Linked DNA regions of Lactuca sativa: all the other regions are linked to region 1. The links are chromatin contacts, called in public Hi-C maps. All regions are on one chromosome and are shown on one strand. The core of a region is the stretch at or near the end of the contact, and the rest is flanking DNA. Distances in the headings are between cores, read along the strand shown. Region 1 holds the start of LOC111904661 (thaumatin-like protein). Region 2 holds the start of LOC111904659. Region 3 holds the start of LOC111904660 (inositol oxygenase 1).

Region 1 (5,037 bases), core at 1,081-3,580:
ATGAAGTCACATTACATTGAGAGATTAAGGAGATATAAATCACTAGTGATAAGGAATGTAAGTTTTGTTTATGCTTATGTTTTTGTTTTGACGATGACACCCCAAATGTTTTAAAAAGGATTAAAAATACTTTTATTCGTAAATGTTTTGATAATGTAATTATCATGTTTTTCTGGGTACAAATTCCGCAACGTTTTCCTTAAAAAGAGATATTCTGATTTTTATAAAGCATAAACAAAATCGGTCTTTTCTGGCCGTGAAAATGGGGATGTCACAAAATCCCACAAGGCATCATTCTTGGTCCATAAACTCCATAAAAAAGGGACATAAAGAGATCTATCCAACTAGAAGTCAAAGGAGGGACTTGATTACCAAAATGAGCAGCAAATGGAGTGAATCTTCTGGATCTACTGCTTCCTCCTTGACCTTCCAACCTTCTTCTTGTTCTTCCAAGCTTCAAAATGCTTCAAGACTCACAAATTGGTTCACAAACTCAAGGGAGGCTCTAGGGTTTCGTTCTGAACTTGAGAGAGTATCAAGGGGGCTGAAGAAGGGTTGTAATGTTCTTTAAATAGGGTATAAGTCCCGCATTTAGGGTTTTTTTCAAAACCTGGCCAACTCGCCGAGTCAGTCTTCTGAATCGTCGAGTAGTATCTCGTGACCAAATTCACGCTCCTAGTCGTCGAGTCACCAATCTACTCGACGAGTCACTTCCTCATCTTGAGGTTTTCTTTCCTTTCTAGGTCTTCTGAATTCAGGGTGTTACAAGAGGTTTCCCAAAGAAGAGATGATCGAAAATCATAGCCTAATGGGTCCATTTATACTTGTTAGGTAACCAGGATAAACCCTAATTTGAATTTGAAATAATATTAATTTAAACCAAATCAAGTAGTTATCCTCATGAATACTTGAAGGCTTCGATAAGCTCCACATGGAGCCTACAAAACCGTCCAAGCAAGGAATGTTCTAGAATCCTTCATTTGCTCAATTAGTAAGCAAATACAGATCAACCCTTGTACTTCTAATTAATTCCAACTGGCCCAAAGTTAATTCAAAATTGGTATTGATAAATTCTAAATCAATTTAATCAATTTCTAATTAATTTACTAAGCATAATAAATTAATAAATCATTTCATCTTTCTCAAAATGTCATTCTAATCTATGTCTAGTTGTGAGGGCATCCCAAAAGGACTTTGCTTTTAATTACAAGAATATACTAATTTAGGTATGAGGTTAGACATCTTAATCCAACAGTCTCCGATTTGGATAAATCTATAACTACAATTGCACGTAAAACATTGAACCAAACAATAAAGTGTGCTTTCTAAAGCCACTGCCGAACTCTGACCCATACCAGACATCAGCCCTAAGATAAGTGATCAACTATCCCTTCATTCTTCGTGATATTACATGGACACGAGACATGAATTATAATCAATCTCATGGTCCAAGATTATGCCGATTTCCCAAATTTGTGATGATGCCATTAAAATGGGTTAGATTTATCTCTTGAAGTTATACCATAAAATCCCGAAGTTTTACACGTGTAACTGAGGAAAGACTTAACATTTTTTTTTGTTGGTATTGGCCACAACTTTGATGTAGAGTTGTCAGCCCATTTAATTAGTTTCATGCTTAACTCTGTTATATTTCTTGCAAAATCAATCCTAAAATTGGGTATAAAGTCCAAATTTGGTCCTTGTAGTTTGCAAAAAAAATTATACCAAATGCCAAAAAAGTTACGAATTTACACTAAATATCCCTATAGTTTAGGACTGATTTTGAGATTTTCCGACAAGAATAAGATTATCCAACGAGACTTTCCGTTAACAGGAGGTTGCAATTGAGGGCATGAGTTTGTCCGCGATGGGGTAGAGGAATAGAAAGGTGAGCGATTTGGAGAATGAAGGGGTGGTGAAGGTTGTAACAACCATTTTTCGGTGATGGTGAGTTTTCGACAACAAGGCTCTCCGACGAAGCTAGAGACAACGAGGTTGGCTGGGTTATGGTCACAAGGGTGGGGCGAACACATTGGAGGCCTCAATTTATGGCTTAGTAGCGGTTCAATGGTCAATTTTGAAGTTGCAGGTGACTGTGTGAATAGAAGATGACAAAGTTAACGGCAATAACCAATTTTATAAAAAAAGATAACAAAATTAACCATGAAACTAACTAAGTGAATTACACCACCGATAAGTTTACCAATAAATTATAGCTAAAACCAAATACAAAATGTTAGGGTTTTTTTTTTTTTTTTTTTTTTTTTTTTTTTTTTTTTTTTTTTCAAATACACATATAAGACTTAGGCTTTTTTTTTTTTTTTTTTTTCGGGTACAAGTCATTTATTTTTTTCTATTTTATAAACAACACGTTAATTATTCTTACGGACTGGCCTAAAATTTAACATTAAGTAGTGTGTAGTCTGCTGTGGTTCGAGTTGAGAGTCGGTCACTAGCTCTCACTCTTTCTCTCTCTCCATCTCTTTCTCTGTTCCACTCCTACTTTCTACCGCAAATCTCTGATTCTGTTCAGCAATGGAAGCAATGCACCTCCGTAGCATCTCCATCTTCCTCCTCCTTTCTCTCGTCCTCTTCCATGGCGTCTCCGCCACCACCATTATGATGATAAACAAGTGCCCCCACCCAGTTTGGCCCGGAATCCAACCTGGTGCCGGACAACCAGTCCTCGCGCGCGGCGGTTTCAAACTCCCCCCTAAAAGATCCTACACTCTCTTCCTCCCACCCGCCTGGTCCGGTCGTCTTTGGGGCCGTGAAGGCTGCGCCTTCGACGCTTCCGGCCGAGGAAAATGCTCTACAGGAGACTGCGGTGGGTCACTCAACTGCAACGGCATGGGCGGTACCCCACCGGCGACTTTAGCCGAAATCACCCTCACCGCCGAACAGGACTTCTACGACGTCAGTCTCGTCGACGGGTACAACCTTCCGATATCTATAACACCATTTAAGGGTACCGGGAAATGCACTTACGCTGGGTGCGTTAGCGATCTAAATGTGATGTGTCCGGTGGGATTACAGGTCAGGTCGCATGACAAGCGGCGCGTGGTTGCCTGTAAGAGCGCGTGCTCGGCGTTTAACTCGCCGAGATTCTGTTGTACGGGGAGCTACGGTAACCCGCAGACATGTAAACCGACGGCGTATTCGAGGATCTTCAAGGTGGCATGCCCGAGGGCTTATTCATATGCATACGATGATCCGACAAGTATTGCTACTTGCACCGGAGCTAGTTACTTTCTCACTTTCTGTCCACACCATTAGCAATATTTTTAATATAATTATGTATTTCGATAACATAGATTTTTAGTTGAAGTTGGATCTTTTGTGTTTTTTGAATTATGTTTTTGGCTAGAATCGATTATCTTAGATTCGGTATGTTTTGTCTCTTTGGCTTTTTGTTTCTGAAAAAGCAAAAGTTTATAATATAATTTGATTTCTGAATTTGTATGTGATGGAGACATAACATGGTGGAACTGGAGGATTCCAACTATTTAAATAATGTTTGACTACTGGAATGGAACCCTACGATCGTTGAGCTTTTCGACGACGTCGTTTGGGTGATGATATGTTAGTGGGCCGAATGCTCTATTGGGTTATATGGCCCAAGTAAGGCAGGACTTATTAATTTAGCATATTAGGTTTATGTTAGTGGGCCGAACGCTCTATTGGGTTATATGGCCCAAGTAAGGCAGGACTTATTAATTTAGCATATTAGGTTTATGTTAGTGGGCCGAATGCTCTATTGGGTTATATGGCCCAAGTAAGGCAGGACTTATTAATTAGCATATTAGGCTTATCTTCTAAGTTTATTGTTTATCTATATCTATATATCTTATAGCATTTGATATATAGCATTGGTATTTTTTTTTTTCAAATCAAATTTATTTAAAACTTTTTTTTTTTAACTACTACAACTCAAAGGTCTTTTTAAAATTGATTTAACATTCAAAGGTTTATAAGTTATAACTTATATTATTATATCCAATAAGCATTTAATGGAATGTTTACTATAAAAATATTAATATTATGGATATACAAATTTGTAAGTTGTTATATGCAAATTATTTTTTATATTTTTCTTGAATTTTAAATTCTTTTAATACAATCATTGTCGTTGTGTGTTATGGTTTAATCATTAATATATATTAGATCATATACATTTTATCGATTATATGTTATATACCGTGATGTGGATAATAATTAATTATATATGTTAAATATGATTGTTTTGTACCGTTTCAAAAAAATATCTGATTAAAAGTCATGAATATTTTATATTTTCCATGTAAGTATGAAATATATAATTTTTTCTTTTCATCACATGCATTTGAAAACTCATATTACTTTTCAATTTAATTCTAATAATGATTATAAATTGGTTTTTAATTTAATTTTAATAATGATTATAAATTGGTTAATAACCTTAAGTAAGTGCAAAATATAAATTGTAATCTTAAAATTAACTTAACCTCAATATTAAATTAACATATTTTACTTCTACTTATAAAATGATGACTTTAACTTTTAATATATTATATTGAACATATTAATTTTGATATGTTATTTTATGTGAAAAATTGTCGGTTTAAAATCATAATTTTTAAATATTTTGTATAAAATACATAAATTGTTAATTTAAATATAGTGGTAAGTGTTAACTTAAATATAAATTTTAATTAAACTTACAGAAAATCAAACGACTATTTTGTAATTAGTTAAAAGTTAAAATTTTAGCGTTACATGTAAAGCCTAAATTATAATCCCAAGTTAACTAAAATATTTCCTAAACTATTTTTACAAAAAAAATAATTTTTAAATAAGTAGCCTACAAATAACTTACAATAATAGTAGTTAAAAACATTATTATATAAAAGATTATATTGTTATGTTTAAACACAAAAACAATATTTGATGTTTTAAATAACTATGATAATAGAAATTAAAAAGCTAATCAAATAAACATTTAAAAACTAATTCATCGTAATAACAACTACAAATAACATTAAACCGTATATTCTACTT
Region 2 (5,037 bases), core at 1,033-3,532, 150 kb before region 1:
TCTTATTTGGAGATTGTGGTCAATAAATGGATTAAATAAAGGTCTTGGGCTTCAATAAAATAATGTTTAGCCCTTGGTTATGTTTTGGAGTCAAAGGGTAAAACGGGAAAAGTGATGTTTCATACTTCTTTTATGAATTTAGGATTTAATTTCGAAAGGTTTTAAGGAAAAGGAGAGTTGATAGGATTGTAGAGCTTCTCATTACCTTTCCGTAGATATAAAGAATGTCGAAATCGGAGTTGGAATGAAGAAGTAATGACCATTTGAAGTTACGAGGATATGCGGCTAACTTGAGTATGTTGAGCGTACAAGGCTCAAGTTTGATCACGGAAGGCAACCATGTACGTTTGCTATATGTGGCGTACGTTGGGCGTATGAACATATGGGATAAACCCTAGTTTTTATGGTTTGGACACTATTTAATCACTTTATCTTTCTCTTATACCATCTTATCATCAGCCTCTTTGCCTCTAATGACTCCCCACGAAAGCCTAGATGTTTTTGTGTGTGTTTTGATCCTTGTTGGTAGTTTTTTGGCATTTTTTTTACTCTTTCAGGAAGGAGGATCATGGTGGTGAAGCTTTGGTTGGACTCGAGCGTAAGGATCCAAAGTCTTCATCAACTTTGCTAGCAATTGAAGGTATAAAGCTCTTATCTTGATGACTCTAACTGTTAGATCTAGTTTAGGGATTGTATTGAGCTTAATATGGTTCTTTGAGTCATCCTTGGGAGTATGAGCTACTCTTGGAAACTTAGAATGTTATATCTTAGCATTTCTGATGTTGTTAGGGCATAAAATTGTCATTCTTATGGGTTTTAATGAACCATGCAAGAGTTGGTATCCATATTATGAACTTAGATGGATATTGTGACATCCCCAAATTCACGACCAAAAAAGACCGATTTGTTTATGCTTCATTTGAAAATCAGAGTATCCTTTTAAAGAAAAATGTTGTGGAATTTGTTCCCAATAAAACATGACAAGTACGTTATCGAAGAAAGCAATGAATTAGTCAAAATAAATAATAGCTTCAAACACACTTGAGTTTAAGCATATAATTGACAAATTCTTGTAAATCATGCAAATCCGACTTGAAATTAGAACAATAATCATCCAATTTTTTATAGAACTTCTTAAAACCCACTTGAAATCAAGCAAATAATTGGCCAGAATCGCTAACAACTTGCGAATCCCATTTGAAATTAAATCATATAATTGAATATATTATGGAAGACGGGTAAAAACCCTTTTGGATTCAAGTTATATTGCAGAGAATATAACTTTATAAAATCAAGCAACATAGTGAATGGATTCAAGAGAATCGATACTTGTTGTATATTTGGTCTTCTTTGATCTCCAATTCTAAAAAAAATACTTTTAGAATTGTTATACTAAGAGCACAAATTATAAAACAAAACTGACCCTAAATACCAATTCCACCGATTACTTTGTAACAAAAAATTATAATCCTTCGATTAACAACCTTCATTCAATTAGAAGACAAAGAAAACTACATTTGAATGAACGATTCTACAAGAATAAACTCAATTCCATAAGAATTAGAAAATTTTGTTCCTTCTTGAATTATGAACTTGATATTCGACACATCATTCTTATAGAATAATGTAACCCACTTGTTTGTAATTACTAATCTTTTTGTATCATCACAAATTGAATATTGGTTGTTTATATTCTACTACGTTAATCAATGCTTTCTGATCGACCTTGATTCTTGGAAGATCCTTCTCGATTTGATGGTCCGAATAACTAGTTCTTTCTTATTTTGTGTGCAAGTTGAAAGAGAAAATGGGATCAGTTAACACAAAATATCTGAGGCTCCCTTATTTATTGTTGATGTAAAATTACATTCTTAGCCTATTGAATCCATTTCTTTCAGTTAGCTGCAAGTTTATTTTTATTTTAGCTTAATCATATAAGCAACTTACTTTCTAATAATAATTAAAACTATTGGCTCACATTCAACCATACATCCACACAATCTACATCTTCCACATTATAAATTAACCCTATATATATATATATATATATATATATATATATATATATATATATATATATATATATATATATATATATATATATATATATATATATATATATATATATATATATATACCATCTTATAAAGCATACATAATTTAGTCTTAAACACAACTTATGATGCATGATGTACAATAAATAAAGCTACCCTTTAAAAAATTGTCTTAAAGACAACTTATGCAACTCTCTTTACAACTAAATGATGCATAAAAAATAGGGGGCAAACGTATGCAGAAAAGGAAACCATGGTGACTGGACATCACATGGATCGAGCAGGGTCTAATTATATCTGTCAATCCTTTTCAACGATCCAATGGTTACAAACACCTTCACACTCTCCTAGAATCTTCTGCATTTCAAATTTTGATACCAAAGAATACGCTCCAGTCACCGCCATCTCTACTCCCTCTCGATACCATCAAAACCCTAAAGATTCACCGCTCAGATCTTCCATGTTCTCTCAGTATGATTTGAGGGTGATGGTGCGAAACCCTAACTACAAAGAAACATATTTGACCAAATCTCATATATTTCCTCGACATGAACACCAAACACCCCTGTTCTGGTAAGAGCTTTCAGATTTCTATCTGTGTTATAAAGCCTTTGTTATTATATTTTGTCTTTGTCCTTTTCGTCAGCTTATACTATTCGTTTGATAAAACTCAGAATTAAAGAAGGAAAGTTAACATTCAGATTCTATCAGTTTAACCTGTAATTGATGGACTTAGATCTCTTTTTTGTTACAGATATTGTGGTTTTAGGGAAGTTTACTGAAAGGAGTTGCAGGAACAAAAATCAAAGGGACGAAGGGGAACATAAAGGTGAATGAAAAATTGTTGCGTCCTTTTGTTTAATTTTTTTGCCCCCTCTTTTACGAGCCCTAAATTGAAATTTGTCTTACTTGGGTTTTTAATCTGGTGCATCTATAGTCGCAGGGAATAGTCCAAGTCGTCAAGCAGGGTTGATTCTTTGCTTTGTCTGACATTGTTATTTGCTTTCCTGGGTTAGATTTTGATTTTCCTTCCTTTTTGTTTCTTGATTTCACATGTTTGATTGTTCTTCCACAGGTTCTTATGCTTTTTAGCTCAAATAAAGCTATACATTTTTTGGTCAACAAACCTTCTGAAACACAACCCACCACCACAGTTGTCACTAACCTTAGATCTTAAGCTCAACACTGCCACAACTCGCCTCCATTTAACTCTGCTACCATCACTTCTACTTCATGGAAACACATCTATATATCTCTCTCTAATATCATATCTAAATCTTCAACACACCTCAGTCTCGCTCTCTTCCTTTCTTTCTTTATTGATGCCCCATCGTTCAGATCACATGCAAACACACAGATTAATTATCATTGTTCCTTTTCTCATTCGATCTGTACAAAAGAAACATAGAAACCATTTTTTGTCTTTTCGGTGGAAGATGTTCCAGATCTGTGTGCATGTTTTAAGATGTTTCATATTTGTGTGCATATTGTGTATGGTGTAGATCTATGTATGATTTTGATTTGTGTTATCTAAGTAGGTTGATTATTTGTATTTATTACATGTATGTATTCTTTTTAATTTTTTTTAGCAATGGAAAAGATAATTGATCAGGAAGATGAACATGGATGTTCATATTGTAAAGGAATTAAGAAGAAAGTAAGAGTTAGGTTTATTTTTTTGTTTGGATCTTGAATTTTTAGTTTCTGATTAGATCTTCTTCAAAAATTTGAACTCCAACAGTTCTATGTTTCTATAATAAATTTTGTTAACAATTTATGTAAGTTTCTATATGTGTCGGTGTGTTTGAATGTTTTTTAGCATGTCTACACTTTTTTATTTAAGTTTTTAAAAGGTTAGAGTAATAAATTTACAGATCCAGAGGTCAGAAAGTATTTTGTTTTTGTTTCATTTAAAATGTAACCATCTTTTTACCTGGTAAATTATTTAACGATGAAATAAAAGTTTTATGTTTTGGTTGTTTAAAATAAGTTTAATTGTGTTCATGTATGTAAGGTTGTCGTGCGTTTGTATATTAATATTTGGTGTTACAAGTTTCATTTCATGGGTATAATTGTGAAATTTGTATATAATTTGATATTTTGTTGTAAAACAACAATTAATTAAAAATAAAGATGATTATCAATGAATGAGAAATGAGGATTATTAATATAAATTTGTGATTATAACTTTTAACAAAGTACATTTGTGAAAAGTGACTGCTTAGTTCATCACCTAATAGTGTAGCTTATACACATGGTGAAAAGTGACTACTCACCTCATGCTAGCTTCTACAGTTGAAAAGCGAGTACCTACAATTAATGGGGATACGAAATCAAACGAAAAGTGAGTGCTTACAACTAATGGGTATGTGAGATCAACCGTAAACAATCTTGATAAATTAATGTCAAAAGAAAACCAAGATTTTGCAAATAATAATGCAAGTAATAACTTGAATCTAAACATTTAAGAGGATAGAAATACTAAACGAAAGTGATATTCAAGTTTCTTTGTCAATTTTGTTAGATGCCTTTACGAATTCAAAATATAACCCATGATGAAAATATGTATAATTAAAAAATGTCTCCTTAATTTTGTTAGATGTCTTTACGACTTCATTATATAACCCATGATGAGAATTCGTATAATTTTCACTTTTCTTTATGTGTTGTAAAATGAAAATAAATAAAATAAGACTTCTCTAATCAACAAAAATAAACTTATAATACCAATGCTTCGTGTGTCATCCAACAGTAAAAAGTATTTATTGTTGCATTGCATCTCTTTTCAATAACACATTTTCCGAAAGAAAAGAGAATCCGTTCGTTGAATCGAAACTAATCACCAAATGGAGACCGGAAACTAACTACCAATCAAACCTATTCATAAACCCTTCATTGAAGACCGCTACATATACTTTTACATTTAACCTAATCGTAAAATAAAACCAGTATAATAGATGATATCAGATAAGAAACTATTTTG
Region 3 (5,037 bases), core at 1,717-4,216, 130 kb before region 1:
TAATATTATGAGAGGTTTTTTTACCTTCATAATCGATTTCAATCTTATCAATGTTCTAATGGGAGGTTTAACTTCACCTGAAATAGGAGAAATGAAAATAAATGTGTAAATTGGATAGATTCCTAGTTTGAGAGAGTGTGGTCAACATACTTTGATGCTTTTTTTAGACAAAATTGCGTCGGATCATCGCCCAATTATTTTAAAGAGTGTTTTCTTTATTACAAGCCAACACCTTTCTGATTCTTTGATTCATGGTCAGACATGAACGCCTTTGATTAGTTGGCCAGGTGTTCTTGGGCGGAATTCCAATTGAGAATTTTTAAAACTTGTGTATTTATTTTGAAGGTAAATTAAAGTATCATAGAAACAAGATAAAGGATTGGAAGTTTAATGCCAATATTTATTATGATTAACATTATGACTACAAGAAATTGAGAAACTAATCATGATAATTATTAACCATGAAGTATAGAAAAATCATATATTAACCACAACTAATAAGAATTTAAAGTTACATTTTCTTGAAAAAGAATTCGGAATGTTGATGATTGTAATTCTAGTTCCCGACTTGCCGTGGTTGATGTATTCACTTTTTTTTTGTGTGTTATTGTGTGTGTAAATTGCATAAAGAAATTGGGCTTTTTGTGGGATGTGTGGGTTTAACCTCTTTGGTGACCAGTTTTTACTATGAGCTTAAAACAAGTATTAAGGTTTTATGACTAATATTGCTCGAACAAATATGAGATGTTGGGGGGGAGGGGGGTGGGGGGGCACACCCGCTAGTCTCAACAAGGGAGGATCCCCTCAACGATTGCATTATCCCATAGAGGTCTTAATCTTGACTCGACTCTATGTGGATCATGTATTGGTGAGTCTGAGTGTGCTAACCACATCCTTGTTAGTTGCCAATTTGTTGCACCAGTACGTGAGAAGATCTTCAGGTGGTGTGGAATTGATCCGCTAGAAGCACACGATGTGAGGGACATTGTGGATTTTGCTACAAAATAGGGAAACAATACTAAAAAATGAAAAAGATTCATTACTATCTGTTACAGATTGATTTGGGTGCTTTGGAAAGTTAGAAACGAATGGTTGTTTCATGCAAGATTTAACACCCTATCCAAAAGTAGTTGAGAATGTTAAATCCCTGATATTTATTTGGATTAATAATAGGGTTAAGGGTGGTTTTTGTAGCCAAGAAGATTGGCTTGTTTCACCTTTTTCCTTGATGTAATTGTACTTGAATTCCATGTTTTGATTTGGGTCCCTATTTAGCTTCTTGCTTTGGGGTGTACCCTTAATAAATCTATTGTTGTTTCCAAACAAAAAAGATATTTTAACTATTATACCACATTTATTATGCATTTATATGAAATTTTATGTTTCCAAAATAAGATACTTATTATTTAGTGAAATGTTTATATTCCATTTATTTTCTTATATATACTAATCGATTCCCATTATATTCATTCTAAATTATTTACATTCATCAATAACTACATAAAGAATATGGTTCATCAAAACTAAACAAAATTAGAAAAAAAAAAAAAAAAAAAAAAAAAAGATGATCAAAATGGAACCAATATCAAAATCGAAAAAAAAAAAAATTAAAACTTACTGCAAAAATTGAAAAAACATTAAAATTTAGTGTATTTTGTGAGTTATTTCTTTAAAATTTTGACAAATAAGAACGCCACATCATAAAAAATGGCATGTTAGAATGTCACGTCAGCAATCAATCGAGTGACCGGTAAAGTGGTTAGAATTATAACAAACTCGAAACACACGATCAAATTACGACAAAAAATAATGTGATGTCAAAAGTGAATTTTAATATAAACTTAATGACTTTTATGAAAAATGGCTCCATTTTTTCCGAAATTTTTATTTCGAAATCTACTCCATTTTAACAAACTGGAAGACATAAATAAATGTATTTTATACACATGTACTCAAACAACTACATTGGTACTAGAAAATACATGAAAAACGTTGAAGTGACAACATCTTGAACATACTTGAAAAACATTCAAATGACAACATCTTGAACTATTTGAGGGTTTCACGCAGTCACATATTAAATCGTGTAGTCATAAGATATAATATATTTAGGACCATTAGAGCATATGATATGAGCAACAAAAGTGGTACTTTTTGTTGTTGTGGTATCTCATAACCTAGTCGTAACAATATAACCCCCCCCCCCCCCCCCCCCCCCCCCCCCCCCAAATCTTGTTAAGATGGTGTTATGACATATCTCCTTGTGACGAAGACAATATGCAACATGAAGTTTAATTGGTTGTTACCTTTATCAACCAATCAAATCATTTTTTTTTTTCTCTCTCTATCTCTTAACATGTTATAATATGGGGAATATCATTTTCCCTTTGGTATTATGGTGGTGTTACGGTTGAAGTGACATATGAATTTTGTATTATAACGTGACTCATATCTAATGCTCTTCCAAATATTAAGTAGTAATTATTTGATTTCGAAGCCGTTATACTTGCACAAAACGATCATAAAAACCTTTTAATGGTTTTCGTCTTCTCCTAGGTTCCAATTTTCAAGTGAAACTCGCAAAGATTGTTCCAAAGAAAATTTGCAAACGTGTGACCATCATTCTTTTCCATTTCACGGGTCATTTTCTTTAAATTTATGAAAAGATGATTATTTTCTAATAATGCATGGTTGCCATTTTCTTATTATTTTACTCATTAACCCATTAATAAATGATAAAACATCTTATCTTATATATCATTATAATTAGACTCAAGATAGATGTCAAACTCATTGTCGATTTGAAAGCATTCCTAAACGTTACGTGAGCGAAAGAGAGAGCAAGTGGCTGAGAGAGTTTATGCCAACGCATGGCTGAGTCACGTGCGTCCCCACCTATCAAAAAAATCTTAAACCTCGGCCCGGTTCCTTTTTCAACGGTTGCCGCTTGCCAACAATCCTAGAATCCCTCCCGTCTCTACACCTATCAACATTTTGATTATTTTCTCCTTTTTTTTCGTATTTAAAACCCAAAATTCAAAATCAATTAATAAAAGAAACAAAAAATTGTTTTTTCAAATGAAGGAGTGGCAAGAGTTTGGGTTTTCAGGGAAGGACTTGGAGACCCTGAATTCTCAGGGAAGGACTTTCCGGCATGTTATAAATACCCTCGTTTTTTCTTCACAATTTGCCACCCATCTTTCTTCTCTTATCTTCACACCACCATTAAATTCTGTCTTTCACTTTTTAGCAAGTTTCCACTCTAAAAATGACGATCATTGTGGATCAACCCCAATTTGGTAACGATTGATTATTATTATTTTTTTTCCGCTTTATTTACAATCTTGACAAGTTTTGATAAATGATGTTAAAATGGATTCTTTTGTTTAGATCGGTTTCTTGAATTAATGCTTCTTGCTATCGAGTTTTGGTATGATCACAAATTCTTCTTGGAATTAAATATACTTTGATTATTGATATTATGTTTTTTTACGAGTTTTGAAGATGTTGATCTTATGTTATTCTAAGAAATTTTAATGATAAAATTACTTTTTTTTTTGTTAATTATTAAAAGTATAAAGTAAAACCACGAAAATCAGAAAATGGTATCAAATTTTGCTTGGATGTTGATTATACTATCATAAGTTTTGGGATTCATCTTAACTTTTTTTTTTTTTTTTTTTTTTTGTTAATAAATCAATTTTCAAGATGAGGTTTTCTTGATTTTATTGGTGTATTTTAAATTTAATTAATTAATTACTTTTCTTGGGCACAGAAAATGAAGATAAAGTGCAGATCCCAAAGAACGGGGAGAAATCAGAATTGGTGTTGGATGGTGGATTTTGTGTTCCCCATGCTAACACTTTTGGCCACAATTTTAGGTCTTTTTCTTTTTATGCCCCTTATATTTCATTATTTCTACTGGAATAAAGGACTTTATGTTTGATTTGTTTATGAATTTAGAATAAATCCCATTACCGTTCATAACAAAGAAGGAATTTTGATCAAATTTCTAGGTTACTAGAGAAAAACTAAAATTGTCACAAAAAAAAAAAAAAAAAAAAAAAAAAAAAAAAAAAAAAAAAGATTACTGGATTTTGGAGTCTATATGATTCTATATAGGTGTTGTGACATTTATTAATTAAATAAAACATGACTTATTCTACGTAAATATTAATTAATATCTTGTTATATAGGGATTACGATGTAGAGAGTGAAAGACAAAAGAGCGTGGAAAACTTTTACCGGGTCAATCACATCAACCAAACAGTTGATTTTGTGAGTATCATTTTATTTCAAGGCTAAAAATATTTTGTTAATTTTATCAATCTAAATCCAATAAAGTAATTTTCAACTATATTTTTAACTATATGGATCTATATATAGGTGAAAAGGATGAGACATGGGTATGAAAAACTAGACAAAGTCGAACTGAGCATCTGGGAATGTTGTGAACTGTTGAATGAGATAGTCGATGAGAGTGATCCAGACTTAGATGAACCTCAAATCGAACACTTATTACAGACAGCTGAGGCCATAAGAAAAGACTATCCAAACCAAGATTGGCTTCATTTGACTGCTTTGATCCATGGTATTTTTCAGTAAAAAAAAAAAAAAAAAAGTTGCTATAAGTTTATGTTGATATATGAATTTATATCTAACTCAAAATCGTGTTTTATAGATCTTGGAAAGGTTTTACTTCATCCAAGTTTTGGAGAACTTCCTCAATGGGCTGTTGTTGGTGACACGTTTCCTGTTGGGTGTGCTTTCGACAAATCAATTGTTCACAAAAAGGTTTAGTTTCAAATGAACTAATGGATTATTTTTATTCTGATTATATATTTATATTGTGTTTCTTTGAAATTTTTTGTTAATTTGATTTGGGTTTTGGTTTTGTAAACAGTACTTTGTGGAGAATCCAGACTACAATAATCCTACTTACAATTCGAAAAATGGAATTTACTCACAAGGATGTGGACTTGAGAATGTTATGATGTCATGGGGGCATGATGATTACATGTATTTGGTACATATTAA

Evidence for each region. A called contact is a pair of places that touch in the nucleus more often than the background predicts.
Region 2: a Hi-C map of leaf shows a contact between it and region 1, with 7 times the contacts expected there. The contact joins the promoter of LOC111904659 here to the promoter of LOC111904661 in region 1. A contact is called at or near these places in 2 of 4 Hi-C or Micro-C datasets (leaf and seed).
Region 3: a contact with region 1 is called in a Hi-C map of leaf, with 9 times the contacts expected there. The contact joins the promoter of LOC111904660 here to the promoter of LOC111904661 in region 1. A contact is called at or near these places in 2 of 4 Hi-C or Micro-C datasets (leaf and seed).

The regions. Positions count from the first base shown.
Region 1 is chr4:172,510,700-172,515,736 of Lsat_Salinas_v11, forward strand. It overlaps LOC111904661 (thaumatin-like protein), which reads left to right and starts at 2,331. Exons shown (of 1, transcript XM_023900401.3): 1 at 2,331-3,456. The coding sequence starts at 2,536. The coding sequence ends at 3,276.
Region 2 is chr4:172,358,141-172,363,177 of Lsat_Salinas_v11, forward strand. LOC111904659 reads left to right here and starts at 2,283. Exons shown (of 4, transcript XM_023900399.3): 1 at 2,283-2,627; 2 at 2,809-2,883; 3 at 2,992-3,022; 4 at 3,130-3,836. The coding sequence starts at 2,603. The coding sequence ends at 3,556.
Region 3 is chr4:172,376,630-172,381,666 of Lsat_Salinas_v11, forward strand. It overlaps LOC111904660 (inositol oxygenase 1), which reads left to right and starts at 2,967. Exons shown (of 10, transcript XM_023900400.3): 1 at 2,967-3,299; 2 at 3,776-3,881; 3 at 4,197-4,278; 4 at 4,387-4,591; 5 at 4,682-4,794; 6 at 4,904-5,026. The coding sequence starts at 3,269.